3 separate regions of the Mus musculus genome follow, and all the other regions are linked to region 2. Evidence: chromatin contacts called from public Hi-C and HiChIP or PLAC-seq data. All regions are on one chromosome and are shown on one strand. Each heading gives the region's core, a stretch centred on a gene start, on an enhancer-like site or on the middle of the called end of the contact. The rest is flanking DNA. Distances are from core to core; before and after follow the strand shown. Region 1 holds the start of 1700028E10Rik (RIKEN cDNA 1700028E10 gene). Region 2 holds the start of 5430435K18Rik (a long non-coding RNA gene). Region 3 overlaps Stard13 (StAR-related lipid transfer (START) domain containing 13).

Region 1 (3,911 bases), core at 1,167-3,666, 120 kb before region 2:
GATCCCCCTGCCTCTGTCTCCTGGGTGCTTAGCCTGCAGATGTGCTCCACCACACTGAGCCTGGAAACTTCAGTTCAAAGAAAGCCTGATGAAGAAGTCCTAATTTCTGTGTCAAATATCACCAAACAATATTGAAAGTAAATTTCAGTATCATTTCATATAATGCCTACTGACAAAATTACCCTGAATAAATGGTGATGTTAATAGCCATAGTAAATAAATATTCACTAACAACTATAATAAAGGACTCAAAATACAGCAAGTAATGTTAATGAACATGTATGTGCTCCATTTTTACAAGACTGGTTTAAAATGAAAAGGATGTGTGCTTTGTTTCATTAGTATGAATAGTTATTTGAAAATAGGTTAAGCCCCACGCTCTCCCCTGCTACCTCCCTCTGACCCTTTAAATGGCGACTCATTCAGGTTAGTGAGGAAAGAAGAGAGAGAGAGGGAAGGAGGGATCTCTGAATCTGAATTTTCCTCTATTTTGTTAGTAAAAACAATGGAGTTAGAACAGCCAATTTTGTTTTATCATTAGTTTATGTATATGCGTTTTTTGACTGCATATATGTCTGTATGCCATGTGCATGCCTGGTGCCATTGGAGACCAGACTTAGCCAAGCCATCTCTCTAGTGCCTTGTAATGGAAGTCTGAGTCATTATAAAAATACTATTTCACTTATCTTCACAGTTAGATACACTAACTTGTAATTAAAGGTAATACAGTCTTTATAGTACTCACTCACACTTCAGTAAACAATCTAACCTTTTTAGTACTAGAAAATCACTTTTAGGAGCAACATAGCTATGAACACGACAAGCCTATCTAGGAATATCTGTATTTCTATTGGGGACAAAGGGAATGGTTACAGAGAGCAATGCATTTTACTGATGGTTAGGGTCAAATGCCATTGTCAAACTCAGAATACAAAAACTTATTTACGCGCGCGCACATACACGCGCACACACACAAACAGAAAGCATTAAAGCATTCTGTACATTTTAAATGACACAGTAGGGGTAAAGGGCAATGACTTAGTGAAAAGAAGAAACTATAAAGAAGTTACAAAAGGAAAGGGATTTTTAAAATGTTACCTTCCTGGGTGTAAAAATTTAAATGTCTGTTGAAGTGATTTTTTGAGTTACTATTTTCAAGAAACTCTGAAGAACAGAGATGACATAATTGAGAAATTTTGTATACCTGGTGTTACAGCACCCTCTACAACAGAGTATATTATATGAACTTGCTTCCCGAATGTGTGACTGTACAAACTTTATGGTTTTAGCGCTTAGTTTGCTCCCTTGGCACCTGCTAGAAAGGCTACTAATCTGTCGGGTTAATGTGTCAAAACAGCAATAACAGCGAAGAGCTCTCCTGAACTCTTTAAACTATTCCAACTGTGGGCCTTAGTCACCTAGCTCTCCTTCCATATCACCTCTCCCAGTTCTAAACTCTAGTGAACTGGCCTCTTAAAAGCCTTCTGAACTCAAATGCATGCACAGGTAGGGAAAATACTGCTGTAGTGGGGGAGAAAGGTCCAGAGACAAGTGACCGCAGATCTCTGACTTCTAAGGGACATCTCACTGGCTCGCACTGTGCATCTTGATACACAATAACTCACAATAGCTAACAGTGCTCCAAGTGTATTACATCTGGACTTTTTTAAACATGAATTCTTTTAAGAGGAAAGTTATGTTCACTTTCTAGCTCTGGTGGAAACTCGTTTTCCCTTATCTAAAGGAAATACGGCATAACAGCCACAGCGTTAATTTCACAGTTCTGAGATGAACCTGGTGAGACTGTCTTGTTTTAAAAACCTATTATCATTCTTCTAATGTTTAATCCCCGATACTGCTCGTTTTCGCAACACCCCAGCTTAACAGACGTAATGGAGCAAAAGCTTTTCTCCAACACAGGCTAACGAAAGGCTACAAAGTAAAGCCTCCTCTCTGCAAAGCGGGACATGGAGGACCTCGGTCCACGCCGAGTGAAGAACCGAAGCACAGTGCCCAGAAAGGAGGAAACAAAAAAGGAGAGCCAGTGGGGCAGGAACTGTGTCGCCAGGACTTGAAAAGACGGGAAAAGGCCGGTTTCCTCCCGCGTGAGGTCCGTTCCCGCTCCAGACTCCAACCATTTCCGCTCAGGGTAACCGCAAAACCCTTCCCGCGCGGGAACTCGGTGGAGGAGGAGTCTTGGGTCCCGCCCTTCTGGCGGAGCGCATAAAGCCTACCCCGGCCGCCGCGGTGTCTCTGGAATGTTCTGAAGGGAGGAAGCGCGCCCCTCCGCAGTCCGGGGAACACTCGGCGCCAGATGGCGCTACCGCACCGAGAGCCAGAACCTGCGCCTCAAGGGAGCTGGGCTGAGACACCACCGGAAGTGAGGGCTCCGCGAGCCTCCTGGCCCGGATATCCAGCCTTCTAGCGTGTTCCCGCGCGGGGGCGGAGCTACAACCGGAACCGGACTGCGAACGCGGGGCCTCGTGGCGGAAGAGCCAGGAGGGGCCTTGGAGGCGGTAACTTCCGCTGCGCGCGCCTGGTCTGGGCGTGCACGCGAGGGGCGGGGCCTCCGCGCGGGCGCGCGAGCGCTTGCGTACTAGGAGGGCGTTGTTGCGGGAGGCATGTGCTGATTTCTCCATCTTTGATCGCTTGCAGGCCTCGCCGGGCGGACATTAAACTGGTGTCTTAGCAGGTTTTTGTCTGTTTTGTTGCTTCCCTCTCACAGGAGTTGGTTTCTGGCTGTAAATTCAGTTTCTGGAAATCTCTGGAACGTTAGCGATGTACAAGGTAGTCTCGAGCTGCTTTCTCGCCATTGATTCCCAGCCAGTGTCAGTCCTTGCATCGTTACCCACTCGAGGCTACCCGTGACAGCTAATGGCATCTAAGGATTTGGAAAGGCTTATATTACGGACTTTTAAAGCGCTTAATTTGAGCTTTACCCTTTATTTTTGTCAGGATATTGGCACTCTGCATTCTGCGGTGTGGCTTTGCACAGAACCGTTTGTTGAGGGTTTGAACGCTGCCAGGGGAAAACTCCGCCCCTTTCCCACGTTGGCTGTGTCTGATCCAAACCCATTTTTAAGTAGCTGGACAGTACTTTACCCTGGTACATGGGCTTTGTTTTTATTTTAGTTGTATCGTGAGGACTATGAACTTGTATTGCAGAAAGTATTAGTGTCCACCTTTAAATATACATAACACTTTCGGCTGAAAGACAGTTTCCCAAAGCTCCCGAGTTTCCCAGGAATGTCTTCAGCTTTTGGTAGATGCTTTTAGGAATTTCAGAGGTCCTTGCTGTCAAAGATTTAAATAAAGTCAAACATAAAAAAGTAACAAAACATGCACGCTCGCACACACACTCACAAACACACAATTTTGTGTTGGCCAGTTACTTCTGGGCATGGGGCCTTCCCAGAAGTGTGGTTGATACTCCATAGGGGAAAATTGATTTTACCTTTCCCAGTATTATCAGTTATCAGTTGTACATGCCTTTTGGTTAGGAATGGAACTTTGTAATCTCTAACCCCTAGTTTGTACTGTTTTTTTTTTTTTCCCCCTTGCTTGAACCTGTTGTGAATGAAAACTCCTGGGGGTGGGGGGCCGGGTGTGGCAGAGACTGATTAGAATTTTAGTGCTGTAGCAAAATTGGAATGTTGCAGGTCCAGAGTTTAACTACCTTATCTTAGTCTAGTTTTAGTCTCCTATGTACTCCAACTGCCATTCCTTAGTCAGCTTTGTGTCAGAACTAAAATCCCATGAGAGATTTTTAAAAAGAATGAAATCTGTTGGCTGATACTAGCTTCTACCAACCTAAAAAACAAGAAAGTCATCAGATGAGACCTGTAAGAAAACCTGCCCCATCTTCCTGAATTGCCTTTATGGTATTCCCACAGATGTGTTTTACATGTCTC
Region 2 (4,184 bases), core at 1,108-3,607:
ATCATCCTGAGTGAGGTAACACAATCACAAAAGAACTCAAATGATATGTACTCACTGATAAGTGGATATTGGCCCAGAAACTTAGTATACCTGAGATATAAGATACAATTTGCAAAACACATGAAACTGAAGAATAACGAAGACCAAAGTGTGGACACTTTGCCCCTTCTTAGAATTGGAAACAATCACCCATGAAAGTAGTTGCAGAGACAAAGTTTGGAGCTGAGACAAAAGGATGGACCATCTAGAGACTGCCATATCCAGGGATCCATCCCATAATTAGCCTCCAAACGATGACACCATTGCATACACTAGCAAGATTTTGCTGAAAGGACCCTGATATAGCTGTCTCTTGTGAGGCTATGCCGGGGCCTAGCAAACACATAAGTGGATGCTCACACTTATGGATGGAGCACAGGGCCCCCAATGGAGGAGCTAGAGAAAGTATCCAAGGAGCTAAAGAGATCTGCAACCCCGTAGGTGCAACAACATTATGAACTAACCAGTACCCCGGAGCTCTTGGCCCTAGCTGCATATGTATCAAAAGATGGCCTAGTCAGCCATCACTGGAAAGAGAGGCCCATTGGACATGCAAACTTTATATGCCCCAGTAGAGGGGAACGCCAGGGCCAAAAAGTGGGAATGGGTGGGTAGGGGAGTGGGGGGGGGGAAGGGTATGGGGGACTTTTGGGATAGCATTGGAAATGTAATTGAGGAAAATACATAATATAAAAATATTTTTTTAAAAAAAGGAATTATGTCCTTGAGTATAAGGAGCTTATTGTATTCCTTTTCCATTCTTGGCCCTTAGCAGAGAACATGGCACTAAATGCCAATAAATGGTGTTCAAATGAAGTGGAACCAAACCTTCCCCCAGCTCATTGTGACATCCTCTGATTACATAAACGCTGCCATAGCAGAGTTAGTTAATGTACATGCCCAGGACTAGAGTTGCTACATCATATGTGTTGTGAATCTACTTTTGGGGAGGAGGTCTTTACTGCCTTTCATAGTGACTAAACCATTTTATACTCTCACTATGCATGCATAGAATTCCAGCTTTATCACACCCTCACCAACACTTACCATCTTCTGATTTTAATAATAGTAGTTGAGTGCATGAGGCCATTATGGGTTTTACCTGAATTTTTGTAGCGATAATAATCTTAATCTTAGCAATAAGCATCTTTTTGTGTACTTGTTGGCCATTTACATCTCTCTAGATCTGTATCTCTCGACCTTCTGGCTGAGACCCTTGGGGGTAAAGCAGCTCTTTCACAGCGGTCACATATCAAATATTTATATTATGATTTATGACAGTAGCAAAATTACAGTTATAAAGCAGCAATAAAAATAATTTTGTGGTTAGAGGTCACTACAACATGAGGAACTGTATTAAAGGGGTGCAGATTTAGAAAGGTTCAGAACCACTGTTCTACATGAATGTTTATTAAATCTTTTGTTTAGGGGGATGATTTTGTTGTTGAATTGAAGGGGTTCTTCATGTGTCAGACATACTTTACAGACATTTCCTGGCACTGTGTAGGGTTCTGCATAGTTCTAATGGTAACCTTTGATAGAATAAGCAGTTTATTTTATAACTGCTAACACAGGAATTTTCTAACATAGAAATTTGCAATGCTCTTTGGACTCTCTCCACCTTTATATGATTTTATTTTAATTATGTATATGTGGATATGAGAGATGTGTGAGTGTATGCAACAGTGCCCACCAAGACCAGAAGAGGGCATAGATCTACCTGGAGCTGGAGTTGCAGGTGGTTTTGAACCACCCAATGTGGCATCTGGGAACTGAACTTGGATTCTCTGAAAGAACAGTACACAGCCCTAATTACTGAGCCAACTCTCCAGCCCAATATTTATATTTTTAATCTAATTCAAAAATAATGATGCATCGCTGTGCTTAAGCTGATGACAAAGTCTGACAAAATATAAAATAAGTTCGCTTTGAAGTTGTCAGCTATCAAGTCCAGAACTGAAGAAGTCCAAATATAACGGATCACACCCCCCGCCCCCCCCCCTCCCGCTCAAGTTTTGTCAGGGGAGACAAAGGAAACTGCAAACATGTGTACTGACAACCGCTTGCCATTGTCCTTGGGTTTTGAATCACGACTCTTCTACAAAGAGCCTTTGGATATTCCTGTTTTCCAGCAAGAAAGAGATGAAAAAAATTACTTATGGGGCAAGCATACGAACATTTCCATTGCTGAATTTAGCTAGGAGCTGTTCCATGGTCAAAAGATGAAAGAAAGCGAGTCTGAAGGAAGACTCGGGAAGGGTGTTTATAAGGATGCATGATGTACCCTGAGCGCTGGGTCCTGCTGGGTCCTGCTGGGTCCTGCTGGGTCCTGCTGGGTCCTGCTGGGTCCTGCTGGGTCCTGCTGGGTCCTGCTGGGTCCTGCTGGGACCTGCTGGTCTCTGCCGCTAGAGACATCAGTGAGCCCATAGCTGTGAGGCTTTAACAAGGAAGAGCTTGTGGGTTTTCGCAGTTTCTGAATCGTGTCGTCTGGCTATTGGATGGTCCAGGAAAGCACCAGAAGCTTGCCTTTGCAGTCTTTTTGTTTCTACCCCCTTCAGCGCTCTGACTTATTTTTAGTTCTATGGTTTTCTCCCACAAGTTACCATCAGGTCACGGAGTCATATGGGTTGTACTCTGCTGTCACGGTGTCCTCTGTACACAGAGCGTAATGGAAACTCTGATCACCCTAGATGGTGCCATTTGAAAGGATTACATTAAAACTCTGTTGAGCCATTGCCGCAGTGTCCTAACAAAGGGTCTGTTTATGCTATATATATATATATATTTTTTAACAATAGACATTCAGACAAGAGAAAGTCATTTGGAAGGCGCTTGAAATTGCCTTCCTGATGTCAATTTTATTCTGAATTGTAAAACAGTTCAAAAGAATGAGTCAAATAGAAATTTTAGTGCAAAACATTACTACTTCATGACTGTAGTTCACCAACAGAATTTCCATCGGGTTAATACAGACGGGAATTAATAATGGTTCATTCATGCACATACGTAGGCGTACTTGAAGGGTGTATGTGGGAACATTAACCACAGTCATATCTAGCTTTTTTGCCATGAGTCCCTCTTGACTCAGACTCTGACTTCTGATGAGTGATCCACTTGGAATGAACTCTTTGTGGCCTTTCAGACACACTAAACTGTCAAGTGTTCCTTCTTGTTCTTATCTAATGCTTCACGCTGCCTCACCCGACTCACCTCCAACTAAGCTGCTGCAGAATCGCTAACCTTTGTATCGCAAACTAACCTTTGTTTTGGGTCACTTATCTGATGAGTTTATAGTAAAATTAAAAAGGCACTTGGAAGAAGACAGCTTTCAATGGCACAACAGATGCTGCAGTAGAGCGGTCCCTGATCCCTGAGTTCTTACCCTTGGCTACCCCTGGAAAGCTACATAATGTCAGGTCAGCCCATCAAACTCACTATCACTCAGTGTTTTCTTCCTTTGCAATGAGAAACATGACAGAACTTGTATGGTTTCAAATATATTTTCACGGTGGAGGTCCCAATTTCAATTTAAATTTGTACATACTGATATTTTCTATTTCCAAGCTAAAAATTGAGATGTTGTAGTCGTAAAGACTTTATCTCCATTCAAATTCCAGTTAAAGCTCAAAGAAACGTAAAACAAAAGGCCCAGTCTCAGAAACAACTGCCACCTTTTATATTCAATATACAACCAATCAAAAGCTCAAGACCAACAGATGCACGCACCTTACCTTCTTTTTGAAACTTCAAATGCTCTTTTACTATTAGTGTTTAGTTTCTTTTCACATCAATAGTTCCATAAATCAAGTATGATGATGGAAGTGACATTTTGTTTCTCTTCCAAATGTTGGCATTCTCTTCACTTCAAATTTTGCAGTGAAAAAGAGCATTTGAAGTTTCAAAAAGATAAAGGATTTGCATGAAATCCTTAACAAGAGCAATCTAAAGTTAACACTTAGAACGTTGGAAATGCAGATACAAGGAGAACACTTGTTAGTTTTCCAGGAAGGGTGGAAGCATTAACAGAAGAGGAATCCAAGCAGATATGGGAAGGGAGGAGGCTTGCTTTTTCCGTAGTGCACACTCAGATATACCAGAGTTACCAGACAAGCTTTGATAGCACTGAAAAATGTCCATGATCAGGG
Region 3 (3,907 bases), core at 1,321-3,820, 76 kb after region 2:
CACATATACACATGCATACATAATACACTCACATGTGCACACATATATACACACATGCATCTGCACAAACATATACACATGCACACATACACACTCTGTCTCATATACATACATACAGATACACACACTATATATATATACACATACACACACACACACACATACATACACTGTCTCACACACTCACACATACATATGCTATCTTAGTCAGAGTTACTATTGCTGTAATGAAACACTGTGACCAAAGCAACCTGAGGAGGAAAGGGTTTATTCAATGTACACTTTCCCATCACAGTCATCAAAGGAAGTCAGGGCAGGAACCTGGAGGCAGAAACTGATGCAGAGGCCATAGAGTGGTGCTGCTTACTGGCTTATTACACATGACTTTCTCATGTTGTTTTCTTATAGAACCCAGGAACACCAGCCCAGGGGTGTACTTATCCACAATGGTCTGGGACCTCCTTCATTAATCACTAATTAAGAAAATAACTAACATGCATGCCTATAGCCCTATTCTTATGGAAGCATTTTTTTTAATTGAGGATCTGTCCTCTCAGATGACATTAGCTTGTGTCAAGTTGACACAAAACTAACCAGCACACAGACACACATGCACATACTCAACCATACACATACTTTTAAGTCCAAGTACCATATATAAGGGAAACATGGTGTGTTCCTGATTCTGACTTATTTGGCTGAATTGTAGTGAATTTCAGTTTCATCCATTTTTCTTGCAAATGTCACAATTTCTTTTTTCTTTTTTCTTTTTTTTTTTTTTGCAGCTGAATAAAGGTCCATTGTGTATGTGTATCCTATTTTCAATGTCCATTCGTTCGTTTATTAGTGATAGCTAGGCTAGTTTTCTTTCTTCATAGCTGTTTTGAACAGTGCAGCAACAAGCATAGGTATAAAGTGTCTCTGCTAGATGTTGATTTTGAAGCCTTTCTCATATGACCATGCGGAGGCCATGGGGGTGGCGGTGCTGCTTACTGGCTTGTCCCCATCCATAGTGGTCAGGGCCCTCCCTCATTAATCACTAATTAAGAAATAGACCATGGCTCCTCTATTTGTAGTTTCCAGAAGGCTCTCTAGACTGGTTTACCTAGTGACTGCATGGGTGGTGAGTCCCTGCCAGTGGTAAGCATGCATCTATCTGCCTTTTCCCATGTTCCAGAAGCATCTGCTGCCATTTGTTTTATTGGCGACAGCCATTCATCCTCGCTGGACTTAGATGGGATCTCCAAGCAGTTCTAGTTTGTGTGTCTCTGGTGGTTGAGGATATTGAATATTTTTTGAGTATTTATTGGCCATTTGTATCTCTTTTTAAGACCTGTTCTTCAGTTCATCAGCTCACCTATTGATTGGAGGATGGTTTAGGGCTTTTTCCTGTTTAGTTTTTGCAGTTCTTTCCAAACCCTTGATATTGATCCCCTGTTTAATGTGTAGCCAGAAGAGACTTAATGCCCAGTTGACAAATTAAAAACTGAGCTCTGTTTTCCATGCTAATTCCAATAAGTTTTTAAAAGATTTTAATAGTTTTCTTCGCTTAAGACTGTCATCCCCATTAATTAGAGAATATTCTTTATATTTATTGTATCCTTCAGCTAAGAAAAAAGAAACAGGAATATGATATTTGTTGAGATTTATTCTTAGAAGTAAATTTATTGACATTTTGACAGATACAACGTATGAAAGCTTCTGGTTCATTGATTTTTTTTTAAATAGAAAATATATACTTTTAATCCCCTCAAGATAGATATTCCTAAAGACAGAAAATCAGTACATACAGCCTTCTGCATTCATTATGACATAATGTTAATTTTGAGCCTTATAAAACCCTTATTTTATAGGATGTAATATTTGACGTTTACGTATGACATGAAATGAACCCAGAAGGCTATGCAGCATCCTCTTAGTGGCTTGACAGTTGGGGGAACAATTCTAAGCTCATTGTCTCATTGAAGACATACCTGTGTAAATATATTCATGTGTGAATACATCCAGGTGTGAATTGGTTTCACCGTCACTGATTAGGAAGCCTTGCTCCCTACAGTCTGTTTTTGTGAGACATGAAAAACCATGAATAAGTCTTTCTAGTCTAAAATGTTTCTGAAAGCTAGGGAGTACAGTGGAGCTTCCAGGTCAGCACCAGCTTGTTTTATCCATGTTCTAGAACTTGAGTGTGTGGTGTCTTCAGCAACAGGATCATGTCATTGAGATCTTGAGAGTTACCAATGGCCTTGGTGGGACAGAGGGACATCACTGACCAACAATCCCCAAAGAACTATCTTGCTCCTGGCACTGGTCTTTTTTTTTTTTTTTTTAACTTGTTAGCCTGTGGTGTGTAAGAAGAGCACTGTTGGCCCGTTACAAGTTTAAACGTTCCTAATCTCATTTCCCCCAAATCATTGCTTTGCAATGGAATCCTGTGGCACAGAAAAGCATACTTCCATGACTGGTTCTGTGGCGGGCTAATGTAAACTCACCTGACAGAATAAGGACGCCTGGCAGCAGGCACCTGCAGTGGTCAAACATTAACTAACTAAGACAAGAAGTTGTTTCAGAGTCCACATTTCCCTCCTCCCCTGCCTCCAGATTCCCAGCCATGGTTTGCACGAGGCTGCTCTGGTTCTGTTTCCTTCATGTGAGCCTTTCTCCTGTGGCTCTGGTCATTGTATTGTTGGTTACCTTTTCAGAGCCTGCTCTGGACACTGAAGCTCATCAGTGCCAAGAACGACAGAGGGTGTAGACAAGGTCCTTTCATCTCATTGACAGTCACTCTTCTTCAGTCTGCTTGAGCCTTGCAGGTGGACCCATAGCCTTGGGGGGAGCCCTGCTTCACATTACCATGCTGTCATAGCTGTAGAAAAAAATATTCAGGGTGCCATGTGGACAGGCAAGTGATCTGCAAAGTTTGCTAACATCTGTATGCACGAAGATGAAACATTCAGACTGGAGTCAGCCATTTAGTCTTTATATTTCCCATTATACATCTTAAGTTTTGGAGTACTTCTCATTTCTAAGCTTAGCAACAGTAGTCTCGAAGCTACCTTCTAGAGCCTTCCCAGGGTTAATCTACCAACTGTCTTCAAGGAGTCCAGTGTGGTTGGAAATGATTCTCCTATTGTGTTTTCATTAAGACCTGAGTTTACCCTTTTGGAAAATAAGCAAGATTGAGCCTCACACCTTGCACTCACCCCTCCCTTTTCTTAGATGCATAAATGAAGGCTCTATGGTGTTAAATGAACTTTCCTGATGTCCCACAGCCAGTGAGTGCTTGAACTGTACTCTGAACTCAAGTCTGGGTGAGCTAAGAGCCCATGTTGCTCACCACTGCCAATCCCCATCCTCCTTCTAATTATAAGTAGACATTGTTTACTTGGACCCAAAGATGGTTTGAGTGTTTGTTCTTTGTCATTATAGACACAGTTGGCCCCTCCTCCCCTCTCCCCCCATTGCTGGAGAACATCATTCAGCTACAACCAGCTTGTGACCACCCTACACTAACACCCTCTTTCTGCCCTCCCGCTGCCTTCCCAGAGTTGGCTGCTCTTTATCAAGAACTCTGCGTCCAAAGTAAATGTCAGGACAGCAGGACTTCTTGCCAGAGGCTGGATAGTGTGGTTAGGTAGGCCCTGGCCCAAAAAGAGGGAAAAGAAAAATTTCCTCTACCCTTGGCCTAACCTTCCCACTTTCTACCTTTTAGAATGCTGCCTTTCTCCATAAAAAGTGCCTGGTGGAGTGCCCAGCCTCCCCTACACTTCCCCAGGGGCTCCCAGGCTGAGACTCCTGTGCCTTCACAGTGGGTCTTTTCAGACAGGAGCTGATCACATGGGACTTGAATTGAGCCTGTGCTGGTCTGGGGACAGCAGCCCTCAAAATCCCTGGCTCTATAATGCTGAGA

What was found. Hi-C and Micro-C count contacts between places; a contact is called where the count stands out from the background. HiChIP or PLAC-seq counts read pairs in DNA pulled down with a chosen protein or histone mark.
Region 1: a contact with region 2 is called in a Hi-C map of adipose-derived mesenchymal stem cells, with 5 times the contacts expected there. The contact joins the promoter of 1700028E10Rik here to the promoter of 5430435K18Rik in region 2. A contact is called at or near these places in 5 of 39 promoter capture datasets (the SN4741 cell line, cranial neural crest, frontonasal cranial neural crest and 2 more), 1 of 15 datasets of contacts at CTCF or cohesin (the NIH/3T3 cell line), 27 of 484 Hi-C or Micro-C datasets (the C2C12 cell line, CD4 T cells, CD8 T cells and 15 more) and 8 of 115 datasets of contacts at active chromatin or transcription factors (the NIH/3T3 cell line, bone marrow-derived macrophages, embryonic fibroblasts and 5 more).
Region 3: an H3K4me3 HiChIP or PLAC-seq map of intestinal villus epithelium shows a contact between it and region 2, with 9 read pairs. The contact joins the enhancer-like site here to the promoter of 5430435K18Rik in region 2. A contact is called at or near these places in 3 of 39 promoter capture datasets (embryonic stem cells and liver), 1 of 15 datasets of contacts at CTCF or cohesin (the NIH/3T3 cell line), 10 of 484 Hi-C or Micro-C datasets (MC3T3-E1-derived osteoblasts, bone marrow-derived dendritic cells, brown adipocytes and 4 more), 9 of 115 datasets of contacts at active chromatin or transcription factors (embryonic fibroblasts, embryonic stem cells, fibro-adipogenic progenitors and 4 more) and 2 of 9 other capture datasets (adipose tissue and pancreatic islet).

Annotation. Positions count from the first base shown.
Region 1 is chr5:151,367,180-151,371,090 of GRCm38.p6, reverse strand. It overlaps 1700028E10Rik (RIKEN cDNA 1700028E10 gene), which reads right to left and starts at 2,416. Exons shown (of 4, transcript NR_045700.1): 1 at 2,235-2,416. It also overlaps a transcript of Stard13 not described here.
Region 2 is chr5:151,250,796-151,254,979 of GRCm38.p6, reverse strand. 5430435K18Rik (a long non-coding RNA gene) reads right to left here and starts at 2,357. Exons shown (of 2, transcript XR_868755.2): 1 at 2,324-2,357. It also overlaps a transcript of Stard13 not described here.
Region 3 is chr5:151,174,869-151,178,775 of GRCm38.p6, reverse strand. All of the region lies in intron 1 of Stard13 (StAR-related lipid transfer (START) domain containing 13), which reads left to right. Among named protein-coding and RNA genes, the nearest start is that of Stard13, 13 kb to the left of the region's middle. Within about 2 kb of position 2,570, at least 46 of the 459 cell types and tissues checked have an H3K27ac peak or open chromatin away from gene starts, as enhancers often do. A contact at or near this core is called in intestinal crypt epithelium, intestinal villus epithelium, kidney and 2 more, where this site is marked.